Linked DNA regions of Sus scrofa: region 1 is linked to region 2. The links are chromatin contacts, called in public Hi-C maps. All regions are on one chromosome and are shown on one strand. The core of a region is the stretch at or near the end of the contact, and the rest is flanking DNA. Distances in the headings are between cores, read along the strand shown. Region 1 overlaps LOC110256262 (a long non-coding RNA gene). Region 2 overlaps PRICKLE2 (prickle-like protein 2).

Region 1 (7,338 bases), core at 2,250-4,749, 58 kb before region 2:
ACCTTGATCACTTGGACTGAGGGTTGGCGGAGGATGATTCCCCAGAGGAAATCTAGGTGCTCTTACCCAGAAGAAGCCAGGCAAGGGAATCCACAATGGCCCTCTGTAATGACACTCAAGGTCTGTGCTCCATAGGATATTTTTCTCTCTGATCTGATATTGGGCCCCCATTTCAAAGAATACGAGGCTATAAAATGTGAAGGGGAAGAAGTGTTCATTCTGTGGATTCTGGGGCCAGAAAGAACAAGGAGAATGACAGTCATGGAGGCTGGCAGCCTGATGTCACTATGAGGGCTCTGGTGCAGGACAAGGATTCAGCCCGAGGACCCTAGAGGGGCTGGAGACTCTCCAACTTCATCCTCCTCCTCCTCTGTCAAAGACAGCAAAATACCGACTTCTTAGATTGCTTGTGAGTAGATATTCTAATACCTGACAATTCCTTGGCCGGGTGCTTGCTGTGTGGGTTATTCTCAGTAAATATTAATGTTGGGGAGTTCCCTAGTCACTCAGTGGGTTAAGGATCCAGCATTATTACTGCTGTGGCATGGGATCAAACCCTGACCTGGGAACTGACACATGCCACAGGTAAGGCCAAAAAAAAAAAAAAATTGCAGCAGCTCTAGTTAATGTGGTTTCCAAAGCTACTCAGATGTTGGTGTCCTTGTGGGCCTTCCTCTTAGGCCAGAAGCCTCACTTGCTTCTCTCCAATCTTTGGTTCCTTTTCTAGAATCACACGTTCAAGGACTTGGTCTAGTACCTACAACCTTGGAAATCCCAGGGGCATTTTGCCAGAATAGAAGCCTTTCTTTCCTTGGGGGTGGGAAGTGCAGCTCGAATCTGCAGGGCCTCCTCTGATAGGCTTCCTCTGTTTCTGTTGAATGCTGTAGAAACAAGAGCCCATGTAGATCTCTGGTCCCAAGCAAGCTAAGGCCAGTAACCTCCAGCATGCTCACTGGCCACCTGTGGGTGCCTTGCAAGGCTCTGCCATCCAAGCCCAATGGCCTCTGGCAGCTGTTCTGGGCTCAGCTTCCAGAACCCATTTTCTCTCTCTTGACTTCCCTTTGGATCCAGCCACTCCTCTCAGACTTGCCACTGTACTTCCCGAGCATCCTGAGCAATACAGATCCATCAGTCTTATTATTGCAAATGATAGAAACTCAATTGAAACAGACTTAAACAATGAAATAGTTGAAAAGTTAGGACACAACAGGATTCAGGGACTCTAGTGATATTATCACATCCAAGTTTCCAACTCTTGCTTTGCTCTATTTTCTGGTGGCTTCACGCAGATGAGCTTGTCCCATCATGTGGTAAAGTGGCCACCAGGGAAGGCAGCTTATGCTGTGGGATTGATGGCAAGAAGTTTCCCAATCTAGCACCCTTCCTACATGCCACTGACTTTGCACCCACTCCTGATGTTGGGTGTAACTATATGATCTCTTTTGGCCAAAAGAATATGCTTGGAAATGACAGTGCATCAGTTCCAAGTCTCACCCTTAAAAAAAACTGCCTGCTTTCATTTGCCTTTCTCTTGTTCTTCTGGAACCACCATGAGAACATGCCCCAGTTAGCCAGAGGGTCCTGGAAGGAAAAATAAGACTTTTAGGGCAGAGCTGGCTCACTGACCACAGACATGAGCTGGAAGTGGAAGCATGCCAGCCAACCTGCAGACCTGTCAGTGTGACAATCAACACTTACTGTTGTGCTACCCGGGACACCTGGGCCATGAGAGGGTCTGTGATGCAGATTTGTAACCATAGCTGAGGGATGCAAAAGCTATTCTCCCAGCAACTGCCCCCAGAAGAAACATTTTCCTTCCTGAGGGTTCCAGCAAAAATCTAAAAAAAATCTGAGGGTTGATTTCAGTTGGCCAGAATTATGTCTAATCCTAGTGCTGGGTAAAGTTGGAAAAAGAAGAATCTAGAACCAAGATTTAATTTGCTGAAAGTGAAGAAGTGGTGGTCCACCATGAGAAAATCATGCTACTGTGGCCAGAAGAAGGTAGAAAGGATGCTGGGCAAACAGAGTTACTGACTCTCAATACCCCATCCCTGAAGGGTCTGTAGAAACCTGTGTCCATTGCTCCATATTAAGCCAGGAACCAGCCTTATTCATGTCTACACCTGTCTGTGTAGGGTGAAAGTCAACTCAAACTAAAAAATCAGTTGGCCAGGGGATGGAGACCCAGGACACAGCATTTGGTGAGCCACCCAGGTTGATATGATCTCGTTCCTCACTTCTGTCCCCTTCCAGGCTGGAATGGGGAAAATGGCTTCAGACCATGGGCAGGCTACTACTTGGCAACTTGCCCTCCTTCCCCATGATGCCAGCTTAACTGGAGGTAAAAAGCAGTAGCTGGAATAATTGCTGCTTCCACACCTGGACCTGATTTAGAGCCATTCTTTCTTGCCAGCCCTGCTCCTCAATTGCACTCATGGGGCTCTAATCTCTAGCGGGTTCATGCCCTGCTGCCTCTCTGTCTTTGAGGGAGAATTAAACCAAATTGGAAGCATGACATGCAATAAATATTACCACCATGGCCTGGTTTCATGGGGTCATTCAATTCTTGCTAAATATCAGTTAAAATTAAGATGAATTAAAAACTCTAGTGGTTATGGTTTGCTTCCTTCCTCAAAATCTCACCTTCTACCTTGACCTTTTCCCTGCTCTCTTTAGTTCTGCTATCTTTAAGGAATGGCGTTTGGCTCCAAGATATTCCTGGGGTATTTTTGATGCCTAATACACTGGAAAATAAAAAAACCTAATTTCTGTCTCCTTCAGATGGTATCCTACCCCAAAGCTACAGGACAGTCCATGCTTTCTCCAAGGCTTCTATCATGGAGATGCACTTCACTATGTAAAGGGAAGGCTATGCTTTCTCTACTCCCATTACTCCTCGAGCTGCACTCCACCCCCTTCAACCCTCCTTTCAATACCAAACTTCCCCATGGGGTTGGGAGAAAATGTTTGGGAGAAAATGTTTAGAAGAAGGTCCAGGTCGGGGAAAGCAAACACTGGTCCATGCATTCGCTCTGATTACAAGGTTAAGGGTAAGACAATAGCTCTTGTGAACACAAGCAGGCAGCGTTCAATGCAGCTTTCTTCCCCTCCTCAATGCAGCTTTGATCCAGTTAGGGCTATCCAGGAGGAATTTCACTGTAACTGAGACAGCCCAACCTGGGAACCATGTCTCATTCTGGAGGGGCAGTGCCCCTTGTGATTTGGGAGGTTATCAGGATTGAGCTAGGACCATTCCATGAAGCACTCCCACCCTACCAGGACCTCCACCCCTGCCCCTCCCGCCCCCAAGCCCAATCAAATTCATAACAGAGTTTGCTGTAGGTATGATGGCTGGTGCCGGTTATTAAACTGTTGTCTTGAAGCTTCAAAGTCTCTGCAGTTTGGTGATATGGTCGCTAGAACTGCCATTTCTGCCAGCCAGCTGGTGCCATGCTATGTTCTGCCACTAGGAGGCGCCGGAGGAGGGAGCTGCAAAGCTGGAGTTGGGAGAAGGGACTTTCCTTCCAGTTGCCACAGGCTTCCTTCTGGCAGAGTCTTCTGTGTCAGTCTCTAGCTTTTTTCAACACTCCCGTTGCCAGCCTCTTCCTCATTTCTCTGCCCTACAATTTGCAAAACCCTCCTGCTTTAAAAACAACCACCTCTGGGTTTTTCAAGCAATCCTGGCTCTCTATGTAGTCTCGCTCAGGACAAAGAAGAGAAACATCAACAGCTGGTCCATTAGGGGTGGGGTCTCTGCCTGCAGAAAGATCCAATTTCTTCCCAGAGCGGGTGGATACAGCTAAGAAGATAAAAAATGACCTTTCACCTTCAGGAACAGTAATGTAAGATTAATTTGAGACTTTGAAACTAATGAGTTGGCTCATCTTGGTGCAGCACCAGTGAATCACAGGACATTTGCAGAGCCAGCAACCCAGACATCTTTTTCCTCAGATGGGGCTGGGGAAGGAGGAACGATAAGAAATAAATTTATCTTTAAAAACAAAGCTCAGAGGAGAGATATCCCCATAAAGCTCTATTAGAGGAAAGGGTGGGGAAGAGAGGGTGTGCAAATTCTGTACCTTTAATCAGCTTAGCTTTTCACTGTCAATGGCTGAAGCACTCAGACAGGCGAGAGTGAGGTAGTTAAATCCATGAATGTGAAATGGATCCCTTGGGGTCTAGGCATGATCTGTGACTTTCTAGCTGTGTGATCTTGGACGGGGTTTTCAACTGCGTCTCAGGGAGGTTTGGGTTAGAAAGTGCATGGAAAGCGCCTGTGTTCAGGCCAGGAATCTGGTAATTTTGCATTTTTGATGATGATCGAGGGAGGCAGGAACAACTCGAGGGTGTCTCATCCATGCAGCGGGAAGTCTGAGGTTTCTGTCTGCCAAGAGGAAATGTCTAAGAGCAGAAGACAAAAGCAGAATCTGGCTGATGCACATCATGGGGAAACTGGTTTCAGCATCACCCAAGGGAAAAACGGTCTCACAGGCTAGCTGATCAACAAAGGGAATAGCAGCCGGGGGAGGCAGTGAGTGCCCCATCCTTGGAAGTATGCAAGCAGGAGCTCTTTCCACTATATTAAAGGATAGTTTGGGTTATCTCTAAGGATCCTTCTTCCTGTTCACATTCCAGATCTTCCATTTGATAACGCGTTGCCTGGGGTTTCAGAGCCAGGGTTGCCTTCTCTGTGATTCAGGCTGATGGTGGTACCGGCCTCCCTGTTACAATTGCTTTCTCTGTTTTCTCTGTGCCTTCCCTTCCGCAAACTGGGGATCAAGATGGGCTGAGTAGTGTGTTCTGGGGCATATCAAAAGGAGGGAGAGAATATATAGACACTGCCTTGAAAAAAACTCAAGCAGGTAGTGAGGGAGACAGACAGATGAGCAAAGCATGATAGAACAATTCCACAGATGTGCTGACAGAGCTATACATTGAGTATTCTGGGAGCCCAGAGGAGGGGCATCTAGCTCAGCAGGGGTGAAGTGGGGAAGGGGTGTCAGAGAAAGCTTCCCAATGGAGAGACTGCAAGAATTTAATGGTGGGAATGTGTGATTTGGAAGCAGAATAAACAGTATGACCAAAGCCCCCAGGGCAAGAAATGGTGGGACATACAGAGCACTGGACTGAAGGCAGTGCTGGTGGGATGCAAAACCTGAAGCGAACCTGATGGGAAATGATGAAGAGGTAGCCAGCAGGGATGGAAGCCCTCAGCTTCCATGCTAAGGAATGTGAACTTGGATCCTGTAAGTGATGAAATGTCACTAGCTGGTTTCAATTAATTGGCATATTCTTGTCTCTGTTTTTTTTTCGTTTTGTTTTGTTTTAGTTTTGGTTTTTTGTCTTTTTAGGGCCGTACCATACCTGTGGCATATGGAAGTTCCCAGGTTAGGGGTCAAATCAGAGCTGCAGCTGCCGGCGTACACCATAGCCACGCCAGATCCAAGCTGCATGTGCAACCTATACCACAGTTCATGGCAATGCCAGATTCTTAACCCACTGAGTGAAGCCAGAAATAAAACTCCTGTCCTCATGGATACCAGCTGGGTTCATTACTGCTGAGCCCCAATGGGAACTTGAGTTTTCTGTTTTGGAGACACCTCTTTGGCGCCTATGAGGCAGATAAATTAGTATACAACAAAGCTGGATCATCAGTTGGCTGACTGTTGAACCCTGCAAGTCATCTAAGCCAGGAGTGGCAATGCCAGGGACCCTGCCTCTGGTGGCATTTTGGTGAGAATCAACTGGTAGGATGTCCAGGGAAGTTTCTAGTAAAACATGAACTGCTTCCCAAATACACAGGATCATTATAACGATGATCTCTCTATAAAACTTTGGTTCGGGGGGCCATCGCATAAGCTGAGTCCCCTCATCCCTTTACCAATAAAAGCCATACCTGTGACCCAAACCAGTATAAATTGTACTTGTGCTTAACAAGAGTCTTTAAGAAGGTAATGAAACCATTGGCTTGAGAATAATTTTGCAGATGCTTCTGCAATACAAAGTTTTCCATTCCAAGATGAAGTTATGGTGCTGCAGGGAAGAACAGGGTTGAAGGAGGCGAGGGAATCTAAGCACAAGATTAGATTTCACGCGGGCTAACGAAGAGGGCAGACAATGGTTATGGTCTTTAAATAAAACTTCCAATGGGTCTGGCACAAGAGGGCACTGGAGATGGGCCCACCCGTCTCAGATTTGCTGAACCACTTTTGCAGACAGCTGGAGATTTACCAGAATATTTTGGACCTTGTAGATGTGCTCTGGAATGCAGTGGCTTAGAGAAGGTGAGAGGAGTTTCTCTTAAGCAAGTGTGGTGTCTGCTTCTCGCGCTGTTTATGGCAGAGCTGAAAATTGTCTTCAAAATTAACAATAGATGTGCATAAATCTTCTTCAGTTACCTAGCAACTAATACAAGACAGCACAGAGGTTCTCAGGGCTAGGGGGAGGTAAACCTGTTTTTGGAGTATCTAGGAGCATTTTTGTGATACTTGGGGATTTGGGGGAGGAAAAGAAAGAAAATTAACATGACTAATTAAATGTTTGAGTTTCTTTGATTCTTTCTCTTTTATTTCTTATAAAAACTGAATCAGATAACAAAAACCTTTCCTAAATGAGGTTTCTAGCAAAGTAAGGGTCTATGAAGACCGAATAATTTCTGATGCCTCTTCTGAAGCTAAATTGTTGGCTCTACACTAGCTCTGTGATCACATGTATAAAATAAGAGGTCAGATTAGGGGAACTGTAACATTTCACTTACATTTCTAGGACGTATGGGGTGATAGAGTTTTTAGATTTCAATGTGTTGAATCAAAAGTAGGTGTTCTGAGTCACAGTGGATTTTTTAAAAAGGAAAAGGTGTGAAAACAATGAAGTCATGAGGCATGAGCCTTAGACACACACACCCACATATTTCTGTGCATATGTATACATATGTGTGAGTATTTTATTTATAAAAATTAGTTTCTACAGGAGTTCCTGTTGTGGCTCAGTGGGTTAAGAACCCGACTAGTATCCATAAGGATGTGGGTGTGATCCCTGGCTTTGCTCAGTGGGTTTAGGAACCAGTGTTACTGTGAGCTGCCATGTAGGTCACAGACGTGGCTCAGATCTGGCCTTGCTATGGCTGAGGTATAGACCAGCAGCTGTAGCTCCAGTCTGACCTCTAGCCTAGGAACTTTCATATGCTGCAGGTGCGGCTCTAAAAAGACCAAAAAAAAAAAAAAAAAAAAAAAACCAAAAAAAAAGAAAGAAAATTAGTTTCTACATTAAGGGTTAGGTTTACAAATTCAATGCTACAGAGCCTTCAGGTGACACAGATGAGCTCTGTGGCCAGAGACC
Region 2 (7,001 bases), core at 2,140-4,639:
TGGCATAGGCTGGCAGCTAAGGCTTAGATTCCATCCCTACCCTGGGAACTTCCATATGCTGTGGGTGTGGCCCTTAAATTAAAAAAAAAAAGTCAGTCCTTCAGACTGAGTGACTGACTTGAAATTGAGGGATTGGAAAAAAAACAAAAGATTTCTGCATTTGGAGGCTGGGCAATGCTGAATACCTGAAACAGGGATGCCAGGAAGGGGAAGAGCACAGAACTGGGTGGGGGGCGAGGGGGAGAGGAGTAGTTCTAAGTTCTGATGAGATGGGGGTGAGTGGCTCGGGGGAGATTCTCATGGAGTTGTTCTGGAGGCTTATCCTAGATGCAGGCTTAAGAATATGGTTGGGGCTTCAGATAAAGATATTATCAGTCACTTGTATTTAGGTAATTGAGGTTGGGTAATTAAAGCCATGGGAGCAACATCACCAGGAGAAGGTACAGATATTGTACCTCAAGTTAAGAAAAGTATAGGCATGGGTAAAGAATTGCATTTGCCTGGGAATAACACAGACACCTCCCCTCCACCCCACCAAAACAAAAGTCAGCATAAGTGAATTAGGAGTTTTATTTTTAATACATGGTGAGGAATACTGAGTTGGGGCCTTCAGGGGTAGGATGCCAGCTCAGTGCTGTGACCCAAGACATATGCTTCTCTTCTCCAGGGCATCCACCCTTAGCATGTACTCTTGTCCTCAAGAGAACCTGATGGCTTTTCTTGCCCCGCCCCCCAATCCCCACCCTGAACAATGACCATATTCAAGGGAGGAAGACAGGGGAGGGGAGGAGGAAAAGTGTTATTTCAAATGAAGTAGCCTCCTTTCATGGAAGGTCCACCCATGACTTCTGTGCACATCACATGACCATCACTTCTTACATGGGAAGTTAGGAATTGTGGTTGTTGAACAAGATTCATTGCCATCCTGGAGTTTCCATTGTGGCTCAGTTGGTGAAGGACCTGGTATGGCTGCAAGCTGTGCTATATAGAGGTTACAGATGTGGCTCCGGTCCATTGTTGTCGTGGCTGTGGCATAAGCCTCACCCTTTTGGCAGAACTGTGGCAGGTGAGTTTCTGTTGGACCAACATATCTTTGTGGGAAAGACAGAGTGAAAGAGAAGGAATTTAGATGTATGGACAGTTTGCTTGTCATTCTATACATGGTGCCTAATCCCAGCATGAACTGAAGAGGAAGGACATGAATCTCCTGGTTCTTGTTGGTTCCAGCTTCTAAGTGCCTCCCATGGTGGGCTTTTTGCCATGTGAGTGAGATGGTAGTATTTAAAGAGACCACTTTTTAATGCACTATGGTGCTTTGGTGCAAGCCCGTAACTTTCTCAGGCCCTCAAATGAAGCAGCAGCATTCTCTGTCAACACTGGAGGAAAAGTGGTTGGCTGGGATAAACCAGGAGAGATGGTTACCATTTTCCATGATAGCACCTTTCTCAAATGTGTTAGGAAGAGTAATTGTACTCTGTATCACTTTATCTTAACCTCGGTACCACTGATATTTTGAACTGAATGATTATTTTTTTGTGGCGAGCTGTCTTCTGCCTTGTAGGATATTTAGCAGCAATCCCTGACCTCTGCCTGTCAGATACTCATTGTAACAACCCAGAATATCATTGGGCATTGTCACATGTGCCCTGGGGGCAGATCACCCCCAGTTGAGAAACCCTATTCTCTTTGATCTGACTTTGTTTGCTGACCTCAAAACCTAAGCCCCGTCTAAGATGTTAACTCCAGTCCATATTTTTTCTAGCTTATTGAGGTACAGTTGATACATAATATTTCCTGTCCATAATTAGGAAACTCCTGTAAATCTGCTAAAGATGGGATATTTGGACCTTAGAAAAATACTATGCCTTGATATTGGGTAGACACAATTAGAATCTGCCTGTAACATTCCGTTAAATCATTTATCCATTAAATATTGAGTGCTAACCATGTGTAGGGCACTGAACCCAGGCCCATGTACAGCAGGGTAAAGCATACCCTGCCCTCATGAAACTTCTACTCTACTTCTTTGTGCTCATGAAGCATCAAATTATAGATTTAATTGCAGCAAGTGCTCTACAGAGAAGGATAGGATGGCCTGTCCAAGCTTCAGGGACTGGAGTAAGAGACATTTTATCATTTAGTCTGAAAGATAACTAAGTGATAGGTGGGTGAGGGGGTGAGAGCATCCTGGGCAGAGAGAACTGCATGTGCAAAAGCCCTGAGGCAGGAAGGAATGTGACATATTTGATGGATAGAAAACCAGTACAGCTGATGTGCAGGAGACAAGGCAGAGACTGATGAAGTGGAAGGAAGAATGCCTGGACCAGACCTTCATGAGAATCGAGGATTTTATCATGAGTAGTGGGAGGCCATTGAATAATTTTACACAGAGAAGTTAAGATTGGATTTGTGCTTTAAAAGAGCAATCTGTATATGTGCAGGTCCAGCAAGCACAGGTTTCTTTCCAGACCCTAGGGATTGATCTTGTTCCATGTCAGGCAACTCTGGCGGAGTCCTTTGAGGTTATCACAACCATCAGTGCCAGCACCCATCTTTCATCCACCCTACCTAATTTGGAAGCTTTTAAAACTTTAAATAACAGAAGCAATTTCTGTTCGTGTTCTCCCTTTGTTGTCCTTCTTTAAACCATGAGTGAAGGCTGGGCTCACATATCTGAAAACCCCAGAGAAGAAAATGATTTCCATAGCAGCTGTAACCATGGGAAACCTTGAAAATAGCTCTCGTTCCTATATTCCACTCTGCTCTCTTCATTGGTTGGCTAGAAATGAGGGCTCACATTGTGGTGGTGTTCTTTTTGTCAAAACCCATGTGGAGAAGAGCCTTCTTTTCACTTCCGTGTACATTTATCATAGCTTGAGCATCAAAGGATGGCCTAATTGGGATGAGGAAGAAAAGATGGAGCCACTAGGATACATTCACTTGTTCATAAGCTAGAAATGCTCAAGTGGAATGTTGTTGATTTAGGACATGAGATTTCTGGTTTTTCTTCCTCTTGCTTGTTTCCTCCCAAGGAAGCATGATAGGACCTAGTAGAGCTTCTCTGAGAGTGATTAGGAGCAAATAGTTTGGCTTTTTTTTTTTTTGTCTTTCTCAGACACTTGAACATGATTTTTATCAGTGTCTTTTCCATTACATTCTCACGGGCTTTTGGTAACAAGCCATCTCTTTGTCACTTCAGAGAGAGGCTCGAAATGCTTCCAGAAACACACACTTCCCCTCTGGAGAGTTGCTTTCGTAAAAATCGGGGCATATTTTGGCCTGAATCTCTAATCCAGTGCCTCTTTTTTTGCAGGGAGGGGGGCAGTGGAGGCGCAGGCCAGAAATGGGCTGGTCACTGTTTGTCCTGATGAACTGATTTTCACAAAATGAAGGCATGACAGTGAATCAGAAGTGACTGCTGTACAAGTTAATCAGGAGACTGGAACATATGAGGATAGTGTTTGCTTTTGGAATTTGGCCAGGCCACTGGAAGAGATTCAGGAGGAGAGCTGAGAAAGGAAATATGAAGTTCAGGCAAGGTCGTTACGTACATTGTCATTTCAAAAACATGGGGGAACCATGTTGAGAAATGCATGGCTGAAGTTAAACCAGCTGCTGGCAGCTTTTATGTTCCCAGCTTTCCTGGGTCACCACAGATAATAAAACAACTTCCCCAAGATCTCTGCATGTCTGATGGAACACTGAGGAGATTTCCTTTAGGCAACATCTTATCTGAAAAGAGCGGCATCCTTTTACCTCCGGAACCTACTGTATAACAAGAAATAATGACTATTTGTCGGGCTGGGCTTAGGGTCCATTGTTGTACTTTGAGGTTTGTGTTTGCAGACAAGGCGCTCAGGACCTGGCTGTTGATTAGATTGGTGATGCAGCAATTTGCAAGATTGACCCTGGTCCAAGAACTTGGCCTGGCCTTGAAGAGTTTTCATGTTGATATTCACGGCCCTGATGAGAGTACACTTGTGAAAATGAAACAGGACAATCTATGCAGTGTGCTTAGCAGATGTGCCATCAATGTTAGGTCTCGTCTCTTATTAAACTTGTATAAGGACAATCTTTTTCTCTTTTTTCTTTTAAAAAGTTTTATTGAAATATAGTTAATTTATAAGGTTGTGATAATTTCTGCTGTATAGCAAAGTGACCCAGTCATACATATATCTATTCTCGCTCAGATTCTTTTCCCACATAGACGACCACAGAATACTGGGTAGAGGTCTTTCTGCTATATAGCAGGTCTAAGGATGACCTTGAGACATTTGAATCTTTTTAACCAAATCACATTGGGAGGGGGCATGTTGAAATGTTGTCAACGTCTTCAGTTTGCCATGAAGTGAATGGCGTGTCATCACATTGGAGGCCTAGGATGGTGACAGTGCCTTGAGTTTCTGGCTTGCTCTCAAGATGGGCTAGCCTGAAAACCACCTTTTCTCTCAAAACAGTCCCCAGAGTGAAGCATTGGTCAGCTTGCCCCGCTAGTGTGCTGTGGCCTCTCAGGTGCCGAGATTGGCTGGTTACCACCTAAGACGCTGGTGCCCATGCTTCAGAGACCTACTGCCCAAAGCTGCCTATTACCGTGTTTCTCCTATTCAGAAGTCATTAGTTGTTAAATAGCAAGTGCCACTCTGCTCTCTGAGACTATAGTTTGGCTCACTGAAAGTTTTTCCTGTATATGTTCATCTTTCAAGCATACTTTGAGAAATTTTTAGAAGCAAGATTTCTCTTCTTCAAAGACCTGATAGCTCAATTCTTTTTTTTCTTTTTTTTTTTTTTTTTTTGTCTTTTTGTCTTTTTGCCATTTCTAAGGCCACTCCTGCGGCATGTGGAGGTTCCCAGGCTAGGGGTCAAATCGGAGCTGTAGCCACCGGCCTATGCCAGAGCCACAGCAACGCGGGATCCGAGCCACGTCTGTGACCTACACCACAGTTCACGGCAACGCCAGATCCTTAACCCACTGAGCAAGGCCAGGGATCAAACCCGCAACCTCATGGTTCCTAGTCGGATTTGTTAACCACTGAGCCACAATGGGAACTCCTCTTTTTGTTTTTTTGATTTATTTTTTTTCGTTCTAGGGTCGTACCTGCGGCATTTGGAAGTTTCCAGGCTAGGGGTTGAATTGTAGCTGCAGCGTCCAGCCTACACCACATCCACAGCAACGCAGGATCCAAGCCACATCTGAGACCTACACCATAACTCATGGCAATGCCAGATCCCTAACCCAATGAGCAAGGCCAGGGATCAAACCTGCATCCTCATGGATACTAGTTGGATTTGGTACTGCTAAGCCACAACAAGAACTCCTCCAATTGCTCAGTTCTTGAGAAACAAATTTTACTTACTTTATCTTAGAGTTAACGACCTTTCCTGTTTGACTTACAGAATCTTAGACTTCGGAAGACTCTTGGAGAGTATCTGGTACATTCAGTTAAGAAAACTGATTTACAGGAAACTTCTTAAGCAAACATATTTAGTGTCAGAGCCAAGGCTGGAATCTAGGTCTAATGTGGAGGTTTGCAAAGTAAGGTCTATAAACACTGAAAATTTTGAACTTTTTTTTCATATTTATCTAAAAATTATTTTACTAGTTATAAATATAAGGCTTCTGTTTTGCAATAGATAATTCATAACTGATAATTGTGTGAATGTGTGTTGCCTAACTTGTTCTGGCTCTCAAACTAAGCCCTGATCTATGGAGATTGGCAGGTGGGGGGTACTAGGGGGGTGAGGGGATATGTGAGACCTTTCTTTTTAAAGCCTGCCTTTAGCAAATATTGATTTTTAGCTGAAGACAATCTGATTCCAGAATATCAGAAAACCAGTGTTCGAAAGCTCTTGCTGGATGTTGTTTGGGGGCAGTTTTGAATTGAGACAGGACAAGGTGCACCCCCTGGCACTTCCAACACCTAGATTTGTGAGCAAATGCTAATGCTTGTGACGCTCTCATTTCCCTCTCAGCCTGAAGAGGTTCATAATATTTCTTGCAGGAGGGTACTGTGACCATTTAAATGATGTATAGTATGTGTAAAGCCTTTAACACAGTGCCTGGCAGTAGCTGAAAACTATGATTAGCTTTCAGATCAGCAGCTGATTTCTACTCTAGAACTTGGGTCCATGCTAGCAGAGAAAGCTCCCTCAACTCCCCTGTAATAAGAATACTTGATTGCAAATGTCTGGCTTAATTTTTTTCCTTTTTATGGGGGTGGTGGTGGTGGTGGTGGTGGTAGTGGTTAGTCTCTTAGCCTAACTAAATCAGACCACTCTTACCAATAGGCAAAGATGTGTGTTCATTCGGTGTTGGCTTTTTTTTTTCTCCCGATAAAGTCTCCTGTGACCATATTCAGATGAATCTTCTGATTTTAGGCAGTTTATTAACAGGGTCCTGATAGACCCCATGTATCAACGTTATTTTGTTTCCAGCCCCTTCATTTATCCTTGGGAATCTGAGGCCCATAGCAGGGACACAAAAGTTCAATTTAAAACTCTGTGACAATGAAAAGAACGAGAAATCTTGTAGGAACAATGCAGATATGCCAAACAGCTCCCCCTTCCTCACACATGGAACTAATTGTGACATTCATCCCAGGGCCCAGTTCCTGCACAAGGACTCCAGAGCCCAGGCTGTAAAGATGCTTTGGAATCCCACCTCTGTCATTGCCCAGTTGGAGAGGCTGCAGTATCAGCTGGGAACTATGCAAAAAATAATAAAGCTGAACATTTTTTAGGAAAGATGACCCATATGTTTAATATAGTGCACCATGTGAACCAAAGTCAGGTTCGAATATAAGCCACATAAAAGCTCCACATAGTTGGCCTCATTTTTCTCCCCTCACTCTTGTTTCAAAATGTGGATTTACTAAGCAAGCTTCCCTGTGTGGCTCTGTTCATCCATTCTGTGACCCACAAAATATGGAAGCTTTGAAAACTGCAGTCAGTCTTCTGTGTTCTGGAATATGGTTTCATGAGCATAATAATCTCCTCAGACAAAA

The links. Hi-C and Micro-C count contacts between places; a contact is called where the count stands out from the background.
Region 1: a contact with region 2 is called in a Hi-C map of skeletal muscle, with 4 times the contacts expected there. The contact joins two enhancer-like sites. A contact is called at or near these places in 16 of 47 Hi-C or Micro-C datasets (adipose tissue, alveolar macrophages, brain and 8 more) and 1 of 2 datasets of contacts at active chromatin or transcription factors (skeletal muscle).

What each region holds. Positions count from the first base shown.
Region 1 is chr13:45,986,707-45,994,044 of Sscrofa11.1, reverse strand. The region is part of intron 1 of LOC110256262 (a long non-coding RNA gene); the gene reads left to right. Among named protein-coding and RNA genes, the nearest start is that of PRICKLE2, 22 kb to the right of the region's middle. Within about 2 kb of position 3,499, at least 8 of the 83 cell types and tissues checked have an H3K27ac peak or open chromatin away from gene starts, as enhancers often do. A contact at or near this core is called in adipose tissue, skeletal muscle and subcutaneous adipose tissue, where this site is marked.
Region 2 is chr13:45,928,764-45,935,764 of Sscrofa11.1, reverse strand. All of the region lies in intron 2 of PRICKLE2 (prickle-like protein 2), which reads left to right. Among named protein-coding and RNA genes, the nearest start is that of PRICKLE2, 36 kb to the left of the region's middle. Within about 2 kb of position 3,389, at least 12 of the 83 cell types and tissues checked have an H3K27ac peak or open chromatin away from gene starts, as enhancers often do. A contact at or near this core is called in adipose tissue, skeletal muscle and subcutaneous adipose tissue, where this site is marked.